Linked DNA regions of Mus musculus: all the other regions are linked to region 2. A link is a contact called in public Hi-C and HiCAR-type data. All regions are on one chromosome and are shown on one strand. The core of a region is the stretch at or near the end of the contact, and the rest is flanking DNA. Distances in the headings are between cores, read along the strand shown. Region 1 overlaps Pmepa1 (prostate transmembrane protein, androgen induced 1). Region 2 holds the start of Atp5e (ATP synthase, H+ transporting, mitochondrial F1 complex, epsilon subunit). Region 3 holds the start of Spo11 (SPO11 meiotic protein covalently bound to DSB).

What was found. Hi-C and Micro-C count contacts between places; a contact is called where the count stands out from the background. HiCAR-type assays count read pairs that join an accessible place to other places.
Region 1: a contact with region 2 is called in a HiCAR-type map of astrocytes, with 3 times the contacts expected there. The contact joins the enhancer-like site here to the promoter of Atp5e in region 2. A contact is called at or near these places in 5 of 39 promoter capture datasets (cranial neural crest, hippocampal neurons, liver and 2 more) and 1 of 115 datasets of contacts at active chromatin or transcription factors (astrocytes).
Region 3: a contact with region 2 is called in a Hi-C map of B cells, with 6 read pairs. The contact joins the promoter of Spo11 here to the promoter of Atp5e in region 2. A contact is called at or near these places in 2 of 39 promoter capture datasets (the C10 cell line and pre-B cells), 1 of 484 Hi-C or Micro-C datasets (B cells) and 1 of 115 datasets of contacts at active chromatin or transcription factors (large pre-B cells).

The regions. Positions count from the first base shown.
Region 1 is chr2:173,256,226-173,260,354 of GRCm38.p6, forward strand. The region is part of intron 1 of Pmepa1 (prostate transmembrane protein, androgen induced 1); the gene reads right to left. Among named protein-coding and RNA genes, the nearest start is that of Pmepa1, 18 kb to the right of the region's middle. Within about 2 kb of position 1,561, at least 139 of the 459 cell types and tissues checked have an H3K27ac peak or open chromatin away from gene starts, as enhancers often do. A contact at or near this core is called in astrocytes, where this site is marked.
Region 2 is chr2:174,461,883-174,466,523 of GRCm38.p6, forward strand. It overlaps Atp5e (ATP synthase, H+ transporting, mitochondrial F1 complex, epsilon subunit), which reads right to left and starts at 2,219. Exons shown (of 3, transcript NM_025983.3): 1 at 2,083-2,219; 2 at 618-747. The coding sequence starts at 2,114. The coding sequence ends at 621. Prelid3b (PRELI domain containing 3B) reads right to left here. Exons shown (of 6, transcript NM_025531.2): 6 at 3,209-4,054. The coding sequence ends at 3,932.
Region 3 is chr2:172,977,008-172,981,664 of GRCm38.p6, forward strand. It overlaps Spo11 (SPO11 meiotic protein covalently bound to DSB), which reads left to right and starts at 2,835. Exons shown (of 13, transcript NM_012046.2): 1 at 2,835-3,017. The coding sequence starts at 2,887. Gm52538 (a long non-coding RNA gene) reads right to left here and starts at 2,113. Exons shown (of 3, transcript XR_003953974.1): 1 at 2,071-2,113; 2 at 1,237-1,334.

The sequences.
Region 1 (4,129 bases), core at 311-2,810, 1.2 Mb before region 2:
ACCCCGAATCGCCCCATATGTCTGCCCCCACCTAGCCACAAGCACAGACAAAACTAATCAATTACCACACCTTTCTCAAACAGCCCAGCCCTTGCCTAAGAAGCTTCCCCTCCCAATGCCCTGGAAAGCTCTTGGCCAATCAGGCAGACAAAACCTGTCTGGCAGGGTTGTCCTCCAACACAGGGTCTCTGGCCTGAGGGGGAGTGATTAATTATTCAGGGAAAATAGACTTCCAGGGCAAATGAGGCAGTGGGTTCCAGGAACCACCCACAATCCCAGCAGCACCCTTGTCAAGAAGGGCCTTGTGTGAGCTCTCCCTCCACTGCGCTCTGTCTGGAGACCAACCTCTTACCTCATACCCACCCAGGCCCTGGGTCTCATCCATGAACCCTGGGCGGCTGGGTCTGCCTGCCTGTGGCCTCTATCTTCACCATAACCTCAACCTCTCCCTTCAACCGGCCCAGTCGTCCATCACCAGTCTTGGAGCTGGCTGGATGACCCCTCTCTGCCTTCTGCTATCCAAATAGCAGCTGTTGAAGAGTGTGCCAACTGACCTGCTCTCAGCTCCACAAAACTCCCCAGTAACCAAGTCACCCCAAGGCCTCCTGAGATACTGCAGGATCAGGCCCATCCTCAAAGTCTCGCTCCTTCCAGTCCTCCATGGTCTTGGGAGCTCCAGAAGGCCAGGCAAATCCTACCCCAAGACTAGTGGCTCCCAAGACACTGGCTTGGTTGGTGACAAGCCCCTGTGACTCTCCAGCCCTGGGGACTTCTGAGCAATGACAGGTGACCTGAGAAGACAGAGATGACTGGGGACATCACACAGCAGGTAGCCACAGCTCAGCTAAGCACCGCTAAGCTTCTCACTGCCCTCCTTGTCCAGGTAGCCCCCTCACTTTGGGAGCTGCTGTGAGGGCAGCAGGACACGGTGCTGTGGACCGTGCTGTGGGTGGCCTCAGATCCCATTTGAGGGTTGCTGGTCTTCCTCATGCAAGAGCTTCTTCACTTTCTAGTCCTGCTCAGACCAGTTTCCTATCTACCCTCTCTCTTAATTCCAATAGCATCACCACGCTGGGGATGAGGTCTCTGGGCTTGGACTGCATTCAACCCCAATTCTTCAGATAACTGTGCTTAAGGAAAGAAAGACACTGTGTATGTGGTGGCAGTGGCCGGGATGGGGTGTGGGTATGAGGGGATTGTACTGTGCACTTGTGGCAATTCAGCCACACCCCAGGGTCTCCCATCCAGTGCCACTAACACCCTTCACACACTCTTACTTTTGACAACGAAGTCTGCAGACATTGCCAAAGCGCTATGATCCCAGCAAGGTGACTGAGGCTCAAAGCAGTGGGGCCTCTGCTGCTGGAGGAGGAGAGCTGAGGGGGTGGGAGAGGGCGGGGGGGGGGGGCTGCCTCTCCCTGAGCAGCTGCGGCTCTCACATGGTACATGCCAGACCTTCTTGTCACCAATGGGCACAGTGACTCGGCACAGCTGAGGTTCCTGTCTCACTGGGGACTTTTTCCACTTGGTCCTCTCTTGCCAAGACTTCAGACATCCTGGCCTCCTCAGACTGGGCAGAGCAGGCACAGAGTGCCTGGAGTTCCTCTGGCACAGACATGGCCCGACACTGCCTCTGGGCCTTTGTCTTCACTGGCAGCCTGCCCCAGACTTATTGGCACAGGCTGTTGGGTTTTTATTTAGCCAGTGTCAGCTAAGCAGTGCTGGGCCCGCAAACGCTGTGGATGTCAGCTAGACTGGGCTACCCGGGGCATCTCTGTGGGGGGACAGCCTAGGTTTCAGTGGTGGTCTGGTCCCATGCTGGGCTACCTCCTTTGAAGCCACTACCCACCCCTTTCCTGTGTCAGCCTACTTGGGCTCTCCCCAAAAACCCTGACCCTTCAGAATTCAAGGGATTACTCCCCAGAGTGACATGTCTAGACTGGCAGTCTCGATGTGTGACTAAGCTTTGTGTGGTGGGGACAGGGCCTGGTCTCCCCAAGGAGAAATGTTGATTAGGGAACTTGGCGTTATGGAAGACGACTGGGACCGGGCCACTTCTGGGGTACCACACACACTCTCTCCCTTCCTGGGGACAGACCTAACCCAGCACAGGGATTCAGACCTGGGTCTCTGAACTTGGAAGCCTGGGACCTGCCTGCCACTGGTCAGTCCTCAGAACAGCACCCCACACTCTCACAAATGGCTACTCTTATCCCTTTCAGACAAGTGCAGCCAGGCCAGGGGTCTTCCTGAACCTAACTAGAAAGAAGGCAAGAGTTAGGGTAGGGCCCACATGCTGTGACCTCTGGCCCCTACTGACCCTCCCTGGTCACTTAAACCCCAGGAGAGCTCATTCATACCCAGTGGCTTTTCAAGGGGTAGCTCATTTCCCCACGGTCACCCATGTGACTGATCACCCATGTGACTGGTCACTCGCTTCCCTGGCAGCTCACATGGAATCCCATTTCCCTGTGGCTCAGGTGGCTGCCTGCTCCCAATACCACCACCAGTCTGTTTCCCCATGGTCACCTACTCCTCTCGTGGCTATCCACTCCCCGTGGTGACTCCAGGACAGTGCACGCCCTATGATCAGTCCCTCACTCTCATAGCCACTCCCACAACTCCCAATGCCCACCTCCTGCCCTCCTCCAGCCCCTAGGCAGCCACATCTGAGAGTATCTCGTGCAGGACTGGCCCCAGGGACAGGGGCACTTTGCCTTTTGTCCTTATCGTTGGTCAAATTCTTTGAGTTTGGAGTTAAATAAGGAGCTCTCTGTTGTCTTTCCAGTCATAAGAATCAGCCTATTGTCACTGCAGACCGAGAAACACACTAGCCAGCTCTGTCTGGAGTCTGTCCTTTGAACGGTCACTTGGACACACTGTGCTCATGACCACAGCATGATGCTTTGGGGTCTTTTTTTTTTTTTTGGTCCCCTCTAAGTGACTTATTTCACGCACTTCAGTAGAGAGAGGGGTTTGGGGCAGGTCAGCGGTAGAGCACACACTAACTAAGATCCAGGGTACCCAAGTTCTATTCCCCTGTACTCATGTAACCCAAAGTGGTGAGTGCGGTGTGCAACTCTGACCCACTATTCGGGGAAGGAGGGATGGATGATAAGGAGTCTACACTACACAGTCACCAACACAAATCTTCAAATCTTTCCTATCTGCACGGACGCCACAGGCCAACTGAGCACCGTGCACAGCTGGGGAGTCTCCGGCTCCGTCCGACCTACTGTGGGAGACCCGGGACACAGGCAGCTCTGGCTTTGAGGCTCCTTAGTTGGTGAGACATCAGCGGACTCTGTGGAGTGGGCGTGAAGCCCTGTGGCTCATTGTAGAACCTGTGACCTAAGAGCCGTTAAAGGTGAAGACATCAGAGTCCTTCCCGCCCATCTCACGGCCACATCTGAGCTAAGAGCCACAGTGCTCCCCAAACAGTGGCTCGTCCCCAAGGTCTAGACTCTGGCTTACAACACTCTCTCGGGCAGCAGGGCAGGGCGTCTACAAAGACACACACCTAGAGCCCTGGCTTTCCCTGCAGGACTCTGAAGCTGAGGTACAAACTCACCAGTCTCTTGACTGTCAGTCACACTGTGTGTACTTATAGAACCTGAGGTCTGGCGCACAGTAGGTGTTCAATAAGTAAAACACAATTCAAGCACAAAGTGGTACATACAGGAAGGGAGGGGACCTCTCCTCAGCAGGGGAGGAAGGGCTCCATCTCTTCAGACCCTCCTCAGCAAGTCCAGAGTGTTCCTTCCACAGCCGGGGCTGAGGTCCCAGGTGGGTTCCAGCAGCCAGGCCAGGGCCAAGGTCTGATGGGTCTCCTGTGCGCCCCTCCCCTGCTGATGCAAGCTCCTCCCCCTGGGGGGTAGGGTAGGATTGGAGCTTTTACTCAAAGATGGTCTCTACCCTTTGTGAGAAACTGAACAGGTGTCTCCCTTTACTCTCCCCTCCACCCCACCCTCCCCCAGTGGAGAAAAAGACATGCCCATCATCAGGCAGGCAGGGCTGGCCATGATACCTCCAGCTTTGCACTTGATCCACTTGGAGCTTAACGCCACGGAGGCTCAGAAACACTCACCCCACAGCTTGACGCCAGCACTGGCCCCCCACCATACAGTCT
Region 2 (4,641 bases), core at 969-3,468:
GGGGAGATAGAATCAGTCTGGAGAAGTGCATCTGAATTCACTGGACCACCTTGTCCTGGCAACTTCTTACACCCCAACACCTCCGCACAGGGAAACTGAGCCAGCCTCCCTGAGCACACAGGGAGCTCAGCAGAGCAGGACTTGCCTGGGGTTATGAGCCTTCCTGCCCGGATGCTGGGAGAAGGGATGCGTGAGACACCAGCAGCTATGGGGAGGACCATTCGAAGTACTGCCGTCCATGCCTCATGTTCCAGACCGTTACATAACTCCAATAGCAATTATAAGGGGGGGGGGGCATCCTCCCAATTACTTGATTTTGTGCAGATAAATGAACCAGGTTTAATTAAAATAAGATGGCTTTCTATCTCAGGGTTGCTAACTGCACTGAAAAATCAATTTGCCAATTACTGTTTGCCGGGGCTGTACAGGGCTCCCCTCCCTCATGCCAGGCGACCTCTACAACCTGCACACTTGGAATGATCACCCCAGTATCCGGCATCATCCAAGCCCACCGCCCACCGAGAGGCAGACGCTCAAACTAAAGTTTTTGGGTTTGGCTTTATGGCACTTTAAAAACTTTAAGAGGCAACTTGTGAGGAAACCAGTGACTCACTCACCAGCTACTCCTTCTTCGAGACTTTCACAATTTTTATGCTGCTGCCCGAAGTCTTCTCAGCGTTCGCTTTGAACTCGGTCTTCAGGGCATCCCTCACTGCTTTTGCACAGATCTGGGAAAACCGGATGTAGCTGGCAAAGTGAGAGAGGATACGAGGCTGGTTACCAACAGCTGGAATGGCGGTGTCATGAGGTGTGATACCCTGGTTTTCTTTCCATAATTTTGGTTGATTACTAAGGTAAAATTGGACTGAAAACTGGGCAATATCAAACAGGATCTATTCAAAGGAAACAATCGGAACTGTGCCCCCCAGATCAGCTGGTACTTGGCTGGGAGGTCACAATTCTTGGCAGTGTATCTTTTCAGGACTTAGTAATTTAAAATAAGGGTTGGTTGGTTTGTTTGCTTTTTTAAGTCCCACAATGTAGGAAAGATTCCCCAGCCCATTTCTGTATTTAATTGCTTTAATTATATTATTCCTACAACACACACACACACACACACACAATTAGGAAAGCTATTTTGAATTAAAAGAGTGCTTTTCATGGTCAACTATTAAAGGCACTGCTGAAAATATTGGATTTTTGCTCTTGTCTATCGTGAAAACACTTCCTAACCAAGGTTTCCAAACTTCTCAGAGAACATCACCAGTAGCAAACAGAGCTCAGAGGAAACTTCCTGTTAGGTAGATGGATTCACCTGTCAACACTATTATCCCAGAAGATAGCACTTTTCACACTTTTTGAAACCAGAGATGGAGGAGTGGCTGGCTGTTTCTCCTGCTTTAAATCTGTTTGGGGAGCTCAGGAGCAAAGGGTTTAACCTGCAAAGCACCGGGGTAAAAATAATAGCTGTCCTTCAAGCGGCTGGGCGCAGGAAAATAAGGTGATGGACGCCATGGGAGATAGTTTAATAAGAGGCATCAACTGTGAGCCTACCGTCCTTTTGTTCTACACAACTTTGCTTGAACTCTGTCGGGGCACTGGGCCTTCAGCCTGATACCCAGAAAGGTGTTCCTCCACCCAGCACACTAACAAGATGCACTCCCTGGAGCAAGGAAACCATGCACCACCACTCCTAGGCCCACAGCTCGCACCCATCACGGGGCCCCTGCAGGGCGCTCCACAGGTTAGAGGGCTTTCACCTTTTTTCACTACTGGGAAAAGGTCACTAAGGTCACACTTGAAAATGAACTTGTGCGCCCCTCCCTCTGCGCAGGTGAGCAAGGTCAGTGTCAGCGTGGCCAGGTCAAGGGTGCTGTGCACTTGGCCGTCACAGCGATCATGCAGGTACTGTAGGCTACCTCTCCCGAGGAGCAGCCACCTCTGTTTAGGGTCCCTGACCCCATGACCCCGCGAAGAGCCTTGTCCACGGCGACGCCATCTTGGAGGGTGGCCGCGTGGCTTGGCCGTCTCGTACGGCCTGGTGACGGCCGGCCAGGCCTTCCCAACGCTTTCTGGGCGTACCTGAGTCCAGCCTGTCGCCAGTACGCCACCATGGTGTCTCGAGCGGGCGCGTCGGGCAGAACCGCTGGGTCGCTTCAGAGTAGCCTCAAACCGGCCCGGCAGCAGGAAGGTCAGGCCTGAGTAGCGGAAGGGGTGGGGTACGCGGACCTGCCAGTCAGCGCCTCATCCCGCCCTTGCCAACCAGGAGCCAATAGGAGCGCCGGTCGCGCCTTGCCCATTGGCCGAGCGGCTACCGGAAGCTGTGGCCGTAGAGACACCTGGGAAAGCGAGGCCGCTGCATGCCGGTCACCTTCCAGGTGCTGCGGGCAGGGGGCGGGGCCTCCTCGAGCCCGCTCTGAGTGACAGCTAATGTTCCTGTCTGCATGTACCCATGCCCAGGATTCCATTTGTACTCAGGCAGAATTCACGATGGAACCACATTGCAAAGTGGAAATGTATATACTTAAAAAAACATCATCAGGGCATCAGACCCTTCCAGAACAGGTGTAACTCCTAGAAACCGTACCTGACACTTTGTCCAACAATGTTAAGTAGTGCTCTGTTTAGCTGGAACATTCATTCCACTTGTCAAACGATTTTTCCTTTACTTTTTAAAAATCTTTTACAAATGTCCAAAGAATTATTAAACTGAGTAATCCTTTAAAGTAGGAAGCTAAGAACTTGAAGTTGTGGTTTTGTATGCATGCTAACTGGTCTCTTCAGGAAAACCCACCCCATAAAAGGCAAAAGGCAGTCACCAGTCACCCAGGCAAAACTGTACACATCAAAGCCAACACCACTTAGACAATCTCTGTGGCTGTTTTGCAGCCATCCTGAGTCCCCACGGGGCGCAATCTTCTAGGACTTCCCTCAGACCATGGTGTTCCTCCAGGCTCTTCTCATCTAATGCCCTGAGTTAAGGTGAGAAGATCTGGGTCCTAGGTGACATGTGTTGTCTCAAATGATGGACAGCTCTTCATGTAATAAAGCTGTTTTGTGGTCTTAACTGCCTCAAGAAGTACTCATATTCCGATAACCTGACATACCATGTCTTAGCAACTACAAACCCATGACATTTATAAGTCAATGTGAAGTGCTCAGAGATGGGAAGAGCTGCTCTTCTGTCTCAGTGTTCTGTTAAGAGTGATGAGACACTCAGGTAATGACTTTATTTTTTCGGTTAACATAACCAGCCCACAGTACAGCATGCGAAATCACAAAGTACAAATTCAAGGAAGGGAATGCCTTTACTAAGTCACAAAATTTGGCAAATTATTATAGTACCCGTTAATACAATAAAATACTATTTTTGCTGGAGTCATATATTACCTTACTGTTAATTTTCACTCCAAAAATATCATTTAAAAGTACCAAATCCAAACACTGGTTTCCAGCAGGGCAGGTTATTTTATATAAATTAATGTCATTTAAATTTTACAGGTTCTCTTTGTAGAGTGAGTCCCTCATGCAGGCAGTTCTGGTTCACAGCAGCGGGCAGCTGTGGACAGGAGGGCGGCTGGGCTCTGCTCTGGTTGGTCCGCAGCCAGGTAGTGTTCCAGTACCTGGAGCTTTAAGAGACTCCAGATCAACACCAATTTCTTCTAAGTACTTAAACAACAACAACAACAACAGCAAACAAACCCGTTAACTGTTCACATGAACACAGCCTCTCCCAGTCTTACATCCTCCCCTCAGATGATCCCTCTGATTTAGAGGTTCTGGATCTTTTGTTTAGATCAAAAGTCACAGCCTTACCCCACCTCATTAAAAAAAAAGATCTACCTAAAATAATTGTGTCTTTTAAATAACAAATAATATGATGCCAGCTTGAGAGTCCTGGAGCCCTGATGCTGCACACCAATTTCCATTGTCATTTGTCCACCAGTGCTGCCGCTGCCGCCATTGGTGTCCTTATGCTTCCTCTTGCTGATGCTGCCAATTCCTCAATCTCAGCGTTCAGTTTATGTATCACCCACTCCATTGCTTCTCGGCCCTTAAAAAGTGCAACGCATTTATTGTTAGCAACAGTGAAGGTGTGACCACGTTTGGTGTGTGTGTGTGTGTGTGTGTGTGTGTGTGTGTGTGTGTGTTACAGGCTAACTAAACCACAGGGACAGATCTCTTGTCCTCGCTGTCTTTCTCTTTTCAGTTATTATTTACCAAATACCAAATGCCTTGAGCAATTGGCTTGATCCAGAAACAAATTTTATTTTGTATACAGAAGATGTTCTCAGAATCGTACAATTGAGTGGCAGGGTGTCTTGCTGACTGACTGGTTAGCTTGGTCACGCCCCTTTTCTTTTTATATCAACACTGTAAATCAATCATACACACACCTTGGAATCTGGTCTTTAACCCCCCCCCCCCCCCAACTCGCCCTCTTCCTTCCCGTGGCTCTACAGTTTCTTGAGGAATGAAGGGGCAGCCCCCACTCGAATGTTCTTTCTGGATACTGCTTGCACCAAGTCCTTCCCTCCTTCTTAACACTTGGCAAAAAACATCAATTAGCAAACCTTCATTAACCCTCGGGCCTGCCTTTACTTTTGCTTTCCTAACAGAATATGATTAACGCTGCCTCCT
Region 3 (4,657 bases), core at 1,585-4,084, 1.5 Mb before region 2:
GGACAGGAGTTATAGATGGTTTCGAGCTCCAGTGGGCAGTTGTTTTGATTAAGTTCATTGGTTTGGGAAGATCCATTCTAATTGGGCAGGACCATTCTCTGGGCAGGAGATCCTGAAGTGTATAAAATGCATTCATGGAGCCGAGCCTACACCCACCCATTCATCCCTGTTTCCTGATTGTGGGTGACCCACGACCAGCTACTTCCTGCCAGATAAAACAAGCCCTTTCTCCCTCAAGTTGCTTTTGTGGAGGTGTTTTCATTGTAGCAACAGAAAAAGAAACTAAGACCTTCATCCTGACAAAGTCTAGGGAAATGCTCAGAGGGCCAGGGGATGAAAAGGTCTCAGCCGGGGAAGCCAGACAGCTTCTCTTCGCCAGCAGTGCTGGCTGAGGCTTGCTTGGAGCCCACTGTGTTTTTCTGGTCCTGTCTCCCATCGTGGGGCTGGAGCTGCCTTTGAAGTGCAGGTGCTGTAAACAGCTGCTGCGGGCACACCGCAATGCTCACACAGCACAGCAATGCTTCCTTGCTCCTCTACTCCTCTCGGAACAGAACGAGGCAGGATGCCTGCAGGGCAGAGGCAGATGCAGCTGCTGGCAGAACGCTCCCTCCCCCCACCTTTGTCACGGAGGTGGGAACCCCCGCCAGGCACCCAAACCCTGAGTCTCTCTCAAAGGATCTGCAGGTTTAGGCATCTTTGTTCATCTGCAGGCTCCTCCCTAGCCCTCCAGCCACCTCAGAACTTTTCAAAAGTCCCAGAGGAGGAGAGAGGCCTCTGGTGGAGTCTGTAGACCTGCGATTCAGGTCTGTCTCCAAGGGACATAAAAGGGGAGCCGTGTGTGAAACTCAGAAGAAAGCTGTGATGTCACCTTGCCCTCCCTCTTCAAGTCCTTCTGAAGCTTGCCTGTTGTGTGGCTGTCCTCCGGAGGAAAACTAAAACCAAAACCAAACCAACCAACCAAACAAACAAAAAGGCCACCACTCAGGACAAAGGGCTAGTTCCGCCAGGAAGAACCCTGCAAAATGCCAGCCCACCCTGAGCCAGACCCCTGGAGGCCCCTGGGTTCCCCAGGATCTGACATGAACCTGGCATCAAAGCCTCCCTCTTGGAGAACCGGCTCGCATGCTCAGCCTCGCATGCAGCTCTCAACCTTTCTGAGCCCAGACTCTCCATCCAGAAAATGAGGGTGAGTTTTCCCTACTCATTTCAAGTGTACCTATCTCCTGGTACACTTACCTGAGGTTCGCCCGTTTGTGTTCAGTTGCTGCATCTCCTTGGGCTGAGGGCTTCCTGAGGACAGAGACCTAGCTCCCTCATCCCTCTGGTAACCAGCACTGCATAGCACATGAGAGGCAACAGGAAGGAGTGTGATAATGATAAAGAAAGGCTCTTCACACAGGTCTCACACACACACACACACACACACACACACACACACACACACACACACACACACGCAGTGTTGGCTTTTAGCCTAGGCTCCACTCCATAGTTACTTGGCAATAGCCAGCTGGGCCTGACTCATTATAAAAGGGGTTGCTTGCCCCCTCCTCTCTCTCTCTCTCTCTCTCTTGCTCTCCTGTCCTTGCTCTCTTCCCCTCTTCCCCCTCTTTCCCCATTTCCCTCCCCCCTTCCTCCCCCCCATGTGCTCATAGCCAGCCTCTACTCCTCTATCCCCACCCCCCCTTTCTCTCAACTCCCTTCCCCATCCATGCCCTAAATAAACTCTATTCTATACTACAGAATAGTATAGGGAAGTGTGGCTGGTCCCTCAGAGGGAAGGGATGCCTCAGCATGGGCATGCAGAGAGGAGGCTGTTATTTCTGCCACTAGACTATTAGAAATAAAAACTATCAACTGGGGCCTGTGGTCAGGTGGCTCTCACGGGATCAGTCCCAGCATCTCTCATACACCTTGATTCAAGCCACTTTGGTCCAGTCAGTTTTTTACCTCATCCCAGTCTCTCTTTGTTAAGGATACGGTTCTAAGAGTCAAGGCTCCTCTAGGACTTCAGAAATCCCACCTTCTGCTCTAGAAGGCTCAGAGAGAATAAAGCGAGACATGTCTTACCGTAGGTCTGCAAGGAGAGGAAGTGATATTCACGCTATTAAGGCTTAGGATGGAAATACTATTTTCAGATAAGCAACAACTTTTTATATATTTTTAAAAATTCACTTTTTTTAAAAAAATATTTTTATGTGTGAGTACCACATGCATGCAGGAACCCACAGAGGCCAGAGGGCATGAGGTCCCATGGAAGTGTAGTTTTAGGCAGATATGAGTTGCCTGGCGGGGGTCCTAAGAAATGAATGAACCTAGGCTCTCTACAAGTGCATTAAAATTCTTAACGCCGAGCTTTCCCCAACGACAATCTTCTTAATAAAAGCAAATCCCAAACATGTTTTGGACAGTAAAAAGCCTTTAATCCCGGCACACAGGAGGAGGCAGGTGGAGAGGACCTGGTACAGAGGCAGGAAGCCAAACCAGGCAGAAATGTTTCCCTTCTCCCATACCTATCCCCAGGTCCATGACCGTCCTAGTGAAAAGTTGTAATTATTACCTCCCCAAATGACCCCCCAAAAGAGCTTTGCAAGTATTATTTCCCCTAAGTTATCAGACCAAGAAAACCTCGACCCCAGAGATCTGCATCTGAGAGCTTCATGTCCTCCCTGAAGGGTAGTGTGTGTGTGTGTGTGTGTGTGTGTGTGTGTGTGTGTGTGTGTGTGTGTGTGTGTGTGTTGGGGGGGCGCCTCAGAGGCCCCTGCGCCTGCGCACTCTGCTCCGCGGGCTGTCCCGCGGTCAGTGGTGCAGTGCGCATGCGCGTGGCTAGAGCGCGGAAAGGTTCGCAGGGGCAGGAGGCCTCAGAGCGGCTCCGCATCCGCCATTATGGCGTTCGCGCCTATGGGGCCCGAGGCCTCGTTCTTCGACGCCCTGGATCGGCACAGGGCTTCCCTGTTGGCCATGGTGAAGAGAGGCGCAGGGGAGACCCCTGCCGGGGCCACCCGCGTGGCCTCTAGGTACAGCAGCTCGGCAGGGCCATGGAAAGCCCGGGAAGGTTCCTCGTGGCGCCGAGGTGGCCTCCGTGGGGAGAGCGTCGGAGGCCACGTCCGAGCCCCGAAGTCGGTGCTCCCTAGTGCTCCCTGGTGGTGACCGGGACCCTGTACACACCAGATGTTTTCTAGAATGTTCCAGGCGCCCCGCTCTGGCTTAGTTCCTAGGTTTATCAGTGTCCTTTATAGTCAGAGAGCTTGAGACTTGCTTTGGATTTATGGGGCTTTGTCTTGTTTTGTTTTGTTTGTTTTTGTTTTTGTTTTAAATGAAAGCTGGGCTTTAATTTCAGCACCGGGAGGCTGAGGCAGGCAGGTTTCTGAGTTTGAAATCAGTAGTTCCAGAATAGCCAGGGCTGTTAGACAGAGAAACCCCATGTTGAAAAAAAATTGTGTGTGTGTGTGTGTGTGTGTGTGTGTGTGTGTAAAATAGGTTTGGGAGTGAGGGATAGAAGAGGAAAGAGAAAGTGAAAAGCGTTTACTCTCTGAACTACCACTAATTAATTTCTCAGAACTAACAAGGACATCATCACATTTTAAGTAATTTATAATAAGACTTTTTTTTTTTTAACCTGAAGGGAACAGATGAACATATTGTAAGTAATTTCTTCACAACCAACTACAGAGACTCTCCTACGGTTCACCTGACTATATCTTGACCTTCAGTATTTGTCTCAGCCTATTCCAAACTTTGAAAAAAATTGTGTTAGAAAATAGTAAATGTTTTAAAATCCATTTTCTGATCTATCCCCCCCCCCACATACACACAGTAGAAACGTTGAGAATTGTGTGGTTGTTAAAACTCAACATTTTGCCCATCTTCTTTGTTTAGCTTGGCTTTCCTCCTTAGGCAATGTGCCAATGTTGCTTAAAATGATTGAGATATATATTTTTTTTAAACTGATGGTTTGTGAAATTAACAGCCAGCTGGAGAAAGCTGGGTTCAGTCTTGATATTTTGTGGTAAAGAGGCATGATTTTTTTGTGGCCAAGTGAACTATTTAGTACAAAATTCATTTTTTTTTCTTTTCTTGTAGTGATTAATTTTTTTCCTTTTGAATCATTACAATTTAAGATGGTTAATTTTTAGTCATGATATCAATTTTAGGGCAATGTGCTATAAGAAAGTATGTATGTGTGTGAGAGCGAGCGCGCTTGCTCACTTGCAGGAGCGTATATGTGTGTTAATGTTTCTGCATTGAATTCTTGGGAAGGAAGTTCAAAGCTAGTCTTACATCATCCTCAGTTAAAACATTTTTACAGTAGTATTTCAAGCCAAGTCTGTATTGAAGTTCAGCGACATTGAAGTAAGTTAATGTGAGCAAATAAAAAATGTATTTGTAAGTTATATTAGCTCGTCATTAATGCAAAAGGGTTCTTTGAAAGAGGAATTTACAGGTAAATCTAATTTTTTGTAAGTAAGCGCTATGAGAACAGTTGTTGGAATCCATGCCAAGGTAAGAATTTGGTAAGAGAGATGGTTACTGACATGTGTTTGCAAGGCTTAAAGAGACAAACAGAAGCGAGGAGGGGTGGTCCACATCTGCAATCCCACCATCCAGGAAAGCAAGGGAGGATTGTGGGTTTGAGGCCATTCTGAACTTCATGGTG